2 separate regions of the Macaca mulatta genome follow, and region 2 is linked to region 1. A link is a contact called in public Hi-C data. All regions are on one chromosome and are shown on one strand. Each heading gives the region's core, a stretch centred on a gene start, on an enhancer-like site or on the middle of the called end of the contact. The rest is flanking DNA. Distances are from core to core; before and after follow the strand shown.

Region 1 (5,789 bases), core at 1,840-4,339:
TTATTTAATCTGGTTTTTTTTGTAAACAAGCTCCATGAAGGAAGGGCTTTTGTTGTTTTATTTTGCTCACTGCCAAATCCCCACCTAGAATAGCACTTGGCCTCAGAGGAAATGCCCAATTAATATTTGCTGAATTAATAAATGAGATACTTTCAAAGCTCTACTTAGTTGAAACTTTATAGCTTAAAGGCTCTTATCTAGCAAGGACAGAATGGAAATAAACTAAGCATTCAACTCAAGGACAGCAGTCTATCAATTCTGTATTGCTAGCCCTGCCTAGCACAGTGACTACCACATTATAGGAGTTCAGTGGATACTGAACGACAGTAGATAAGCAAAGTTAATCTAAAGTGGCCATGCGCGGTGGCTCACGCCTGTAAACCCAGCACTTTGGGAGGCCGAGGCAGGTGGATCACCTGAGGTCAGGAGTTTGAGATCAGCCTGGCCAACATGCTGAAAGCCAGTCTCTACTGAAAATACCAAAAAATTAGCCGTGTGTGGTGGTGCATGCCTGTAATCCCAGCTACTTGGGAGGCTGAGGGCAGGAGAATTGCTTGAACTCGGGAGGTGAAGGTTGCAGTGAGCCAAGATGGCACCACTGCACTCCAGCCTGGGTGACAGCAAGACTCCGTCTCAAAAAATGAAAAAAATAAATCTAAAGAGAGCAGGAGGGAATGAAGACAATGGCAGAAATCAAATTAGAAAGACAGAATTGGTGGCAACAACAAAACTACAAGGACTAGTTAAGAAAATGCACCATCACACATTATTATGATTATAAAAGGAAAAAGAAAAGAAACCAACAATATGGAGATATGTTGGTTTTGTTTTAATTAGAAGAACATCATGTATAGCTCTGTGCCAAACAAATTTGCAAATCTCCATTAAAAAGATGAGCTTTCTACCAGGGACGCAGAAGATTCCAATCTGGAACTTCAAGGCTGACAAATTCCATGCTCGTTTCTCCCTCCCTCATCCCTTGAGACCCCTCCTGAGTGGGTGGTCTTCCCAGAGGGCAAGGACCAACTGCAGGTACCTCTTGCTCCCCAGAGCCCACCTGCACTAGCCTGGCCATGTGTGTGTTGAGTGGGCATGGAGGGTCAGTGCACCGTGGGGGCGGGGCTCACCTTGTTGGCACAGCTGAAGCCCAGCCCCAGCTGGGCCAGAACCTTCAGCACACCTGGGCTGCTGTTGCACTTGACAGCGTAAAAGGGCCGGACTCGTGGCAGGCACTTCAGAAAGCAAAAGTGCTTCCTCACTATGGCACCCAGGTCAGCCACGAAGAAGGCAGCGACCTCGTCCTGAATGACAAGAAGTGGATGAATATGAGACCCCATCCAGCTCCCATCCTGTGCATGCCATCCATGATCCTTCCAAGTACCTGACCCAGGTTCAGTTCTGGCCACAGAGCTACCCTGCTGTAAAGTGTTCTGGGCCTCCCCAAGCCTACACGACAGAAGGCAAACTCCTCAGTCTGGCATTCAAGGCTCTGTGATCTAGCCCCAACCCCTCCCCTCAATGTGGCTAAAACTCCAGCTGTAGGTTGGATCATTTTCCCACGTTCAAACCTTTGTTCCCACCATGACCTCTGCAGAATACCATTCCCACTCCTGTGTCTGGCAAAATCCTTAAAGTTTCACTCATATGCCACCTTCCCCAAACCAATAAGGCAACTCTGCTTTTAGATGCTCCCACAGCATTTGCACGTGCTTCCAAGGTATCAGAACTGCATATGCATCCATCCATTCTAGAAAAGGGTAAATTCCCTAAAGGCAGAAGCTGTGACCTACAGCTCATTGCCTTCCAAACACAGGTGTTCGATGAAGCCTTAAGCTCATCCCACTGACACTGCAACCGATGCCTATGGACAACTGTTCATTGCAGATGTGCTAAAGGCCAAACATGTATGAGGCTGTGGGTGAGACCACATTACTTAAATGTGGAAGGGACCCTTCCAGAGTTCCTTCCCTGAGACTCAGTTTCCCTTTCATGCAACACTTTTTTACTCATGCCCAGTTGGTGCCAAACATTATGCTAAGAGACAGAGATGACCAAACAGTACTGTTGCTCTGAAGGAGCTTGGGTCTGGAAGAAAAGGAACCCCTTAAGTACTTACGAGTCCACTCAGTAGATGTTAGATGGCAGTTTCTACAAGGTGCAGTGCGGGGGCATGGAGAAAGAAAATACAAAATCTGCCTGGGGCGATCAGGAAAAGGCAACACTGATGAGAAGCAAGGAATGACTAGAAAGGGCTAAAGAGGGGAAAGGCCGAGAGAAGGATGCTACAGGCAGAAGGAATAGCCTGGGCAAAGGCATGGTAATAGGGCACACGGCATCATTGGGAAACGCAAAATTAGTCATTCAGCTTGAAGGAGCATAATATATACTGTGGGGAAAACTGGGAGTGGGGAAAACTGGGAATGGGGCTATGGAGGCAGGGAAGCTCTGACTTGATCCTGTAGGCAGTGGGGAAATGCCAAATTCTGATATTGAACAGGACTATGATACATTTGGAGGGGGTGGCATGAGACAGGGAGGAGATCAGGGGGCCTTTGGAGAGAGGAAGACTAAGCTAGAAAATGAGGTTCCACATAAGCACATTGGAGGGTTATTTAAGGAGGCAGAATTCACAGGGCTTGGTAATGCCTAGATGTGGGCGGTGAGGGAGAGGGGGCAGCAGGACAGGAATCGCCGGTTTCTGACCTTGGAGGACTGGGTAGAAAGGCAACATAGGAGGGGAGGTTTGGGGGCAAGGACCAAGAATTGGGGATAAATTGAGCCCCTCTCTTGCAAATAGCAAGGATTGCGTACCAAATAAGTGAAAGGATAAGATGAGGGCCCTAGGGACCCTTCCTGAGAAGGCAGCTGATCTGTACAGGGGACGGGGACCCACCCCCATTCCCAGCCCCTCACCGTGGTGGCCTCTGAGGCCCCCAGAGTGAGTTCCTTCAGCAGGTCTCGGGTACTGAAGCCCTCCTCCACCATCACAAAGTCCGATTCACTCAGGTAGCCAGCCATGCCTTGCAGGAGGAGCTGACGGGCTGGATGGAGCCGCTGCTGCAGCCGCCGCCTTAGAAAGTATGCAACACACTGCGGGGCGGGGGGAGATGAAGGGAACAGCTGGGGGGCCAGCTCCGCTGCCCCACTCACCTCCCCAGGCCAGGGAACCCAATCCCGTCACAACCCGCCCCCAGCACAAGCCCGGGGTTCATTAGGCAAGGGTGGAGAAAATAAAGAATCCCGGATTTCAAACGGAGACAAGGCACTGTATGTCCAAATGTCACTGCCTCTCCGAGTCAGTTGCCCCACCAGTAAAATGGATGAATTGTTTTGGAGAGCCTTCTCAGTTCTGAAATTCTGGATTTCAGGAAACAGTGAAAGAGAGATGGAACAGAAAATCTGAGAAACTTGGGTGGGGAAGTTTCCAGGGCGCCCCCAGTCTTGACCACGCCCACCCAGAGGGTAGCCGGTGGCCACGCCAAGGAGTCTCAGCCTGAGAGTAAGAGCTTAAGTTCGAGTCCGCTCTCTACTGCTTGACCTCGGGTACCCTCTGACCCTCTTCGGAGCCTCACTTTCCCCAACTGTAAATGGGGGCTGGACTGATTCTGACATGCTAGAATTCTAGGCGTGCCTGGGGGCGCCACGTGGTGGGTGGGGGCCGCAAGCTCCTGGGACTGAACGGAAGGCCAAGGTTTTTTCTGTCCGAGTGACTCCTACCGCGTGCAGTGACTCCTACCGAGTGCAGGGCCGAGGTCCCCCCATCCCCCAGGGCCCCTTACCAAGCTCCGTCCTCCTTCGCGGGGGCCAGAGCCAGGCGCGCTGCTAGGGGGGGTCGCCGGTGACCTCGGAACTTGTGCAACACCCCGAGGAGGAGTGGCAGTTGCGGAGCCGAGGCCCCTGCTGACAGGAGGCAGAAGGGGCCGGGGGGCAGGTCAGCACCAGAGCGGAGGGCGTCCGCTCCCCGAGGCTCCCCAGGCCACTTTCCGCACTCGCCTTAAAACGCATTTACACGGCTTCGGCCCATAAGTCTCCCCAGCGAGTGAATCGGCTCCTCGGCGCCTCCGCTCTCTCGCTCCCCCGGGATCGGGTCCCGCGGCCTGCGCCCTGCCCGCCCAGCAGCCACCGACCCCCACGCCCAGCCTTCCGCCCGCAGCGCGCTTATATAACCCCAGCCAGGCCCCGCCCATGGCGCCGAGGCCCTGCCTCCGCTTGGCCGTAGCCCTGGCAACCGGGTGCCGCCATCCCATTGGTCGATTCCGACATAAAGCACTCAGCTCTGCCCGCCGGTGCCGCAGTCTTCTCCCTCGGAGACCTGGCGGTGACTAACCCACGCTGGGAAATCGGAACTACAGGGCGCAGCCACACGGGTGGGACACTTACACCCTTGCATCTTAGGTCTTAAAGAGTGAGCGGGACCGGGAAGCCTTTTCTGCGTCTGCCTCAACTTACTTCGTGGTACCGCTCTTGTCTGCCGCAGGAACTGCTCACTCATCTCTCGAAACCCGGTTCAAATGACATGTCCTTGTATTACTTTTGTAATAAAATTCTTTTTATTTAATTGTCTCTTCCAGGCATCTTCCCGACTCCAACTCAAAAGGCATCTAAAATGTCTTCAGAGAACCTTTTTGTGACTTTCCCAGTTCAAGGCAATCCCTCCCTTTATCACATCCTCTGAACCCGGCAAACTCTTACTCGCCTCTCAAGAGAAATGTGTCTCCTTCTTCAAGAAGCTTTCCCGGACTTCCTCAACTCAAAGCATTTATTTTATACCGGCAAGTTGCTGCTCACCCATCAAAGTCCTGTATAATGTCACCTCTGTTGAACCTTCCATGACCTGCCTGGCCCCAAGGAACACAGCACTTAGTCTGTCTGGACCCCTCACTCATTTAGTTCTTGTTACCCATAGTGTGAGATTCGTGTTGCTATTTTACACTTCTTGGTTGGTTACACTTTGCACCTAGTTTGTGATTTCCCAAGGGCAAGGACTGAATACCCTACTCAAGTGCCTGGAGCATGGCATAGACAAGAGTGCTGAAGAAGATTCAATAGCTGTTACTCAAAAGCTGACTCAAAAGTTCATCTGGAAATGTAAGCATACAAGAAGAGTCAGGACATTCTTGGAAAATAAAAAAAAAAAAAAAGGGCTTCCTTTATCATATCAAAAATTTTTAAATAATGCTGTAGTCCTTTTTTTTTTTTTTTTTTTTTTTTTTTTTTGAGATGGAGTTTCACTCTTTTTGCCCAGGCTGGAGTGCAATGGTGCGATCTCAGCTCACTGCAAACTCTGCCTCCTGGGTTCGACCGATTCTCCTGCCTCAGCCTCCCAAGTAACTGGGATTATAGGCGCATGCCACCAAACCCAGCTAATTTTGTATTTTTAATAGAGATGGGGTTTCACCATGTTGGCCAGGGTGGTCTTGAACTCCTGACCTCCAGTAATCTACCCGTCTCGGCCTCCCAAAGTGCTGGGATTATAGGCGTGAGCCACCGCGCCTGGCCAAAACTACAGTCTTTAAAACAGTATGGTGCTGGAGCAGGAAGAGACAGTGGTAAAACAACAGAGTCTACAGCAGTCCTGTATACATTGGAGATTGGTACACAATGAAGGCAGCATTTCAAATCAATGAAGCCAAAGGGGTTTTGGTCTACCGTGTCTTCATGTCCCCTGCTAGGCTATGGGCTTTTTTTTTTTTTTCTCTTTTGAGACAAGGTTTGGCTGTGTCACCCAGGCTGGAGTGCAGTTACATGACCTCAGCTCACTGAAACCTCCACCTCTCAGGCTCAAGTGA
Region 2 (5,884 bases), core at 1,983-4,482, 260 kb after region 1:
TGGGATTACAGGCGTGAGCCACCGCGCCCGGCCTATTTTTATTTTTTGTAGAGACATAGTCTTATTATGTTGCCCAGGCTGGTCTGGAACTCCTGGAGTCGAGCAATTCTTCCGCATAGGTTTTCCAAAGTGCTAGGATTACAGGCATTGAGCCACCATATCCAGCCACTATACTTTTTGATATGCTTGAAACAATAAAAACATTTTAGAATTATGAAGTCAATGGGAAAGATACAATGATTATACTCTGTGAAGTATCAAATGTCCTCAAATATCACAGTACCTACCTGATAGGGTTGTGGCAAGAATTAAATAAGATCATGAACATAAATTTAGCACACTAGAGGCATGACATAAGAGATAAATAACTGGTGGCCATAGTTATTATTTCACCCCACCACCATTGCCCTGACCCCTGGTGTCTTAAGAGAAGCATAAGGCCAGGTGTGGAGGCTCACGCCTGTAATCCTAGCACTTTGGGAGGCCGAGGTGGGCGGATAACCTGAGGTCAGGAGTTCGAGACCAGCCTGGCCAACATGGTGAAACCCCGTCTCTACTAAAAATACAGAAATTGGCCAGGCGTGTGGTGCATGACTGTAATCCCAGACACTACGGAGGCTGAGGCAGCAGAATCGCTGGAACACAGGAGACAGAGGTTGCAGTGAGCTGAGATCGCGCCACTGCACTCCTGCCTGGGTGACAGAGGGAGACTCCATCTCAAAAAAAAAAAAAAGCATACGAACGGTAGGAAAAAAGAGTGCTAAACTGGTAGGGAACTTCCCCTAGACCCTGCCTGAAATTATCTAATATACTCTACTCTCATCTAGTTTAATCTAGCATTCAATCATATTGTCACTAAAGACCAGACTAGGTAGACATCTGAAATATCAGGCAAATTATGCAAATTAATGTTCCCTGAACTATCTTTTACAGAGGTACTGGACCTCAGCAATTCACTTCAAATCTCTGAACCTCAACACAGATGAGAACACACATCTAAAAAGGGGTAAATACTGTTAACTTCAAACAGATTATCATGAGAAAAAAGAGGATGCTTATGAAAGTCCTATAAACCTAAAAGTTCTATACCAAAAAAACCTGGTATTTAATGAATGTGCAAGGGGGGAAATCCTCAGATAAAACTGAAGTTCTTCAGTGAAATTCCAAAGACAGCCTTACTTACTACTTCTCTGTCAAAAGATGGCTTGCTTACTTCTCTGCCTACCATTCTTGGCACTTGTCTGGTAACCTCCACTTAAAATATGGGGATCCCTTTTTTTTAATTTTATTTTTATTTTTGAGACAGGGTCTCACTCAATCACCCAGGCTGGAATGCAATGGCATGATCTGGGCTCACTGCAAACTCTGCCTCCCAGGTTCAAGCGATTCTCATATGTCAGCCTCCCAGTAGCTGGGATTACAGGCGTCCACCATGCTGAGCTAATTTTTGTATTTTCAGTAGAGATGGGGTTTTGCTATGTTGGTCAGTCGGGTCTTGAACTCCTGGCCTCAAGCAATCCTCCAGCCTCGGCCTCCCCAAGGGCTGGGATTACAGGCGTAAGCCAGCATGCCTGGCCATATCCCTTTATTTTTAAGGGAAGAGTATTTTTCCGATCTCCTAATTCTATCTCTTAGTTCCTCTACACCCCATCCTTTCTGTGACCCCATTCTGTCCTTCCACATCTCTCTCACCTGTCCACCCCCTTCTTCACATTTCAGTTTACCACCCCCTCTCTCTGTTCTCGAACCTCCTGGTTGCAACCTCAGAAACTGGTTCCCTTTCTATTTTTATCTCACCTCAGAAAACCTACTGCCTTCGAGCACAAAGCCTTACTTTATTGAGGCCACTAAAACTGCAACACCAGATGCAAACCCACATCCTCTTTCAAGCTCTAAAGTCAAGACCATTACCAAGCAGGGTCTGACAGGTACAGCCAAGGGCAGAGATTATTTCCAATGGACAAGACCTCCCGCTGGCCTTTGATTTCCAACCTTTCCCAAATGCAATACATGGGAAGCACACAGCACAAAACGCACTCAGCAAGCTTTGTTATCACTCCATAAAATACACACAACATTTACAAAAAATCAAAATGAACTCAAATTATCTGTAACAGTTTTGCAAATTCCTTCGAAGTAACTAAAAACACCGCAGGACGGAAAAAACAACCCAGGGCTGCAAATCTTTGCTTTAGGTAACATTTCACTAGATGAGAGTGCCAGGATTCTCCTCCCACATGGGCACAGAAAACAGATTTGCTAAGCTGCAGCAACAGGTTTCTTTAAAAAAAAAAATGTGCTTTAAAACACTTCAGGCAGGTCTGCTAGAGCTTGGAGTCCCTAACGAATACACAAAACACTGGAGATCAGGTTAGGGCAGGCGGTGGGCAATTCAACCACTTCTAGGACCTTTCCAGGACCCACCGAGGTGCTGCTTTCCCTCTTGCCCTAGAAGTAACTGGTGACGCCGTCTCCAGCCCTTGAGGACCCGGAGAAAGGATGGCCCAGGCCCAACCTTTGGAGGATACTGCCTTGGCTCTCTCTCACAAATGCAACGGCCCGGGACGGTGTCGCCCTCCAGGAAGGCCCTTTGCATCTCCCTCCTCCGGAGACACCGCGAATTCCCGCCTCCCGGCGGAAAGCGGGAGAAGCGAGGGTTTTCTCCCCGCCCCTCCCCCAGTAGGGGCACACCCGCCCCCCTCAGCAGGCCTGGGCTTTGCGCTCCTCTCCCGGGAACCACCGTCCTCAGATCTCCCCGGGGAGTGGGCCGTCCTCTTCCTGCCCCCACCCGCGAGACGCGGCAGAAAAGCCCGCGGCTATCTTCCCGCCAGCAACAGCCTCCCGCCGAGCCGGTCGGGACAGAGGCGGCCCCCACCCCCACTGGGCAGGGACTGCAGACGGCGCTCCCCGACTCTCAGACGACCAGGGAGCTTCCCTTTTCCTCAGCGGGGTGAGGGGCATCTGTCGCCTGCCGACTTGGAGGTGGGGGGCAGGGACATTCCCTCGCCATCACCTCAGGAGCTAGAATGCTTCTCGCCGCAGGGCGTGGGCCTCCCAATCCCTCCAAGGGGCGGACGGCGTGCGCAACCCCCTGGAGAAGCAACAGGCGCCCCCATCCCCCTCCAAGCCGGGTAACGCCGACCCCCTTTTCCCTCCCGCTCTTCACCTCCGGAAGCCGGGCCAAAGCCTGGGCGAACGACTGCGCCTCACTCCGCCCCCTGCGCCATTTTATCGCCCCCTCCCCGACCTCCCCCACCCCGAGTCAGCCGGGCCAACGCCAGGGGGAGGGCAAACCAGCAGTGATTGGCAGGAAACCGTCCCGCCTCTAGGAGGGTTGTGCCCCGCGCAGGCGCTTCAGCCCCGCCCTCCGCACCGCCTACCGTGCCCGCCGGCTCCACCTTTTCCCGTCTCATCGACCTGCTCGACTCTCCGCTGCTCCTCACTTTTTCCAGCTACTGCCGGGCGGGGAGGGGTCCAGGCCGAGCAAGCGGAGCGCCGAGCCCAGCTGATGCAACCTGGCTGGACTCGCGTGACAGTTCCCGGTACGCGGCGGCGACGGTGACCCAGGAAGGGGCTCTGGTGCCGGGCTGAGCAGGGGAAGCAGGGGTAGCGGAGCCATGGGGGACGCTCCCAGCCCTGAAGAGAAACTGCACCTTATCACCCGGAACCTGCAGGTCAGGCCTGGGGGTCGGAAATGCGCCGTTGGGGACTAGGAGCCCGAGGTTCAGTGATTTTGAGCCCCATTACGGGGTTCTAAGTATGTGGGGCCGGGGTCTCGGCGCTGGGGCAGCTCTGAGAAAGGCTGTAGATCTCACTGCTGGTCGGTCAGTCAATCAAGCAGCCCTTACCTGGGTTCCACAGAAAGCACAGCGGGCTCATCTCTTCCGTCCAGTTACCTTGTGTTGGAGCCAAGCTTTGAATCCAGGACTCCCACTCCACCACCCTATTAAGTGCCAGACCTGGAGCTTAGTCGCTGGGGATACGTCAAGCCAGAGCTTGTCTGAAGGGGATCAGACGTTAAAAATGACCCATTACGGTTCAAGTAAGTACTGGAAGATGCTATACTGGGAGCTTTAAAAGGAAAAAGAGAAGGGAAGCCTTCCCTGAGGAAGTGACCTCTAAACTGCGCCTTGAAGATAGTGGATCCCCCCTCCTCATATGTTCCGATTGTTACCAAGAAATACGGGAGTAGAAGTTAACCAGAGGAAGAATGGAAGAATGACGAGGGAGAGCATTTCAGATGGAGGGAACAGAAATTGTGGCTAATTTAGCTGGAGTGGAGTGAGCAAAGTTATGCGGAAGTACTTAAATATTTGTGTTGCTTATTCCCTTAACTTTTTCAGGCTTCTATTGTCACCTTATCAGGGAGGCATGATTTCCGACCACTTTATTTAAATAACAAACCCTCTGGCACCAGAACTGCCCCATCCCTTGCTCTGCCTTTTTTTTTCTGTTGTTATTTCTACATGCTATACATTTTATTTGTTTATTTGTTTAGGAGAGGTAGGCAGGGTCCAAGTCACGGGCGCCTTGCAGGCCTTATTCTGTTCAATTTTAAATTGTGCTTTCTTCAAAGAGCAGTTGATACATCACTTGGGCCACAGCCTGCTCTGTTTTTTCTTTTTTGAGATGTAATTCACATACTATAAAATTCACCCTTTTAAAGTGTACAATTCAGTGGGTTTTAGTATGTTCACAAGGTTGTGCAACCATCACACTAATCTAATAAAACTTGCACCCATTAGCAGACACTATCTATTACCCACTACTCCTAGCCTTAGGGAAACACTAATCTACTCTCTGTCTCCAGGTATTTGCCTATTCTGGGCATTTCCTGTAAGTAGAATCATACAATATGTGTCTTGTTGCGGCTGATTTTTTGCACTTAGCATAATGTTTTCAGAGTTCATGCATGTATTTGCACCTAACAGAACCTCATTCCTTTTTTAGTTTTGTTTTTTTTTTGAGACAGAGTCTCCTCGGTCGCCCAGGCTGGAGTGCAGTGGCGCGATCTCAGCTCACTGCAAGCTCCGCCTGCTGGGGTCCACGCCATTCTCCTGCCTCAGCCTCCCGAGTAGCTGGGACTACAGGCGCCAGCCACCACGCCCGGCTAACGTTTTGTATTTTTAGTAGACCGGGTTTCACCGTGTTAGCCAGGATGGTCTCCATCTCCTGACCTCGTGATCCACCCGCTTCGGCCTTCCAAAGTGCTGGGATTACAGGCGTGAGCCACCGCGCCCGGCCTAACGTCATTCCTTTTTATAGTTGAATGATACTCTGATGTATGGGTATACATTTTGTTTTTCCGTTCATCAGTTGATGGACATTTGGGTTATTCCATTCACAACTTAGTCTTAACCAAAGGTTTTTGCATGCTTCCCCTAGCTAGATTCTTTGTTTCCTATTCTCTCTCCATAAAATAGTGCTGGTTGGAGACTAAAAATACACAAAACTATTAGAATTTACTCAATTGGGTTTTTCGTTTTGGGGTTTTTTTTTTTTTTTTTTTTTTTTGAAACGGAGTTTCGCTCTTGTTGCCCAGGCTGGAGTGCAATGGCACAATCTTAGCTCACTGCAACCTCTACCTCCCGGGCTCAAGCGATTCTCCTGCCTCAGCCTCCTGAGTAGCTGGAATTACAGATATGTGCCAACACGCCGGGCTAATTTTTGTATTTTTAGTAGAGACGGGGTTTCACCATGTTAGCCAGGCTGGTCTCAAATTCCTGACCTCCAGTTATCCGCCAAACTCGGCTTCCCAAAGTGCTGGGATTAACAGGCGTGAGCCATGGCACCCGGCCTCACTCAGGTTTTAAAGGCTAAGTAATGTGACATCTTCCTGGATGGTGAGAACCCTCCAAGTGTCCACATAGTTGGGGTGCTCTTG

The links. A called contact is a pair of places that touch in the nucleus more often than the background predicts.
Region 2: a contact with region 1 is called in a Hi-C map of liver, with 2.7 times the contacts expected there. The contact joins the promoter of S100PBP here to the promoter of AZIN2 in region 1. A contact is called at or near these places in 2 of 14 Hi-C or Micro-C datasets (fetal cortex germinal zone and liver).

The regions. Positions count from the first base shown.
Region 1 is chr1:207,776,297-207,782,085 of T2T-MMU8v2.0, forward strand. It overlaps AZIN2 (antizyme inhibitor 2), which reads right to left and starts at 3,090. Exons shown (of 9, transcript NM_001266222.3): 1 at 2,914-3,090; 2 at 1,128-1,301. The coding sequence starts at 3,018.
Region 2 is chr1:208,036,734-208,042,617 of T2T-MMU8v2.0, forward strand. It overlaps S100PBP (S100P binding protein), which reads right to left and starts at 3,233. Exons shown (of 7, transcript NM_001266754.1): 1 at 3,167-3,233. YARS1 (tyrosyl-tRNA synthetase 1) reads left to right here and starts at 3,482. Exons shown (of 14, transcript XM_028836407.2): 1 at 3,482-3,674.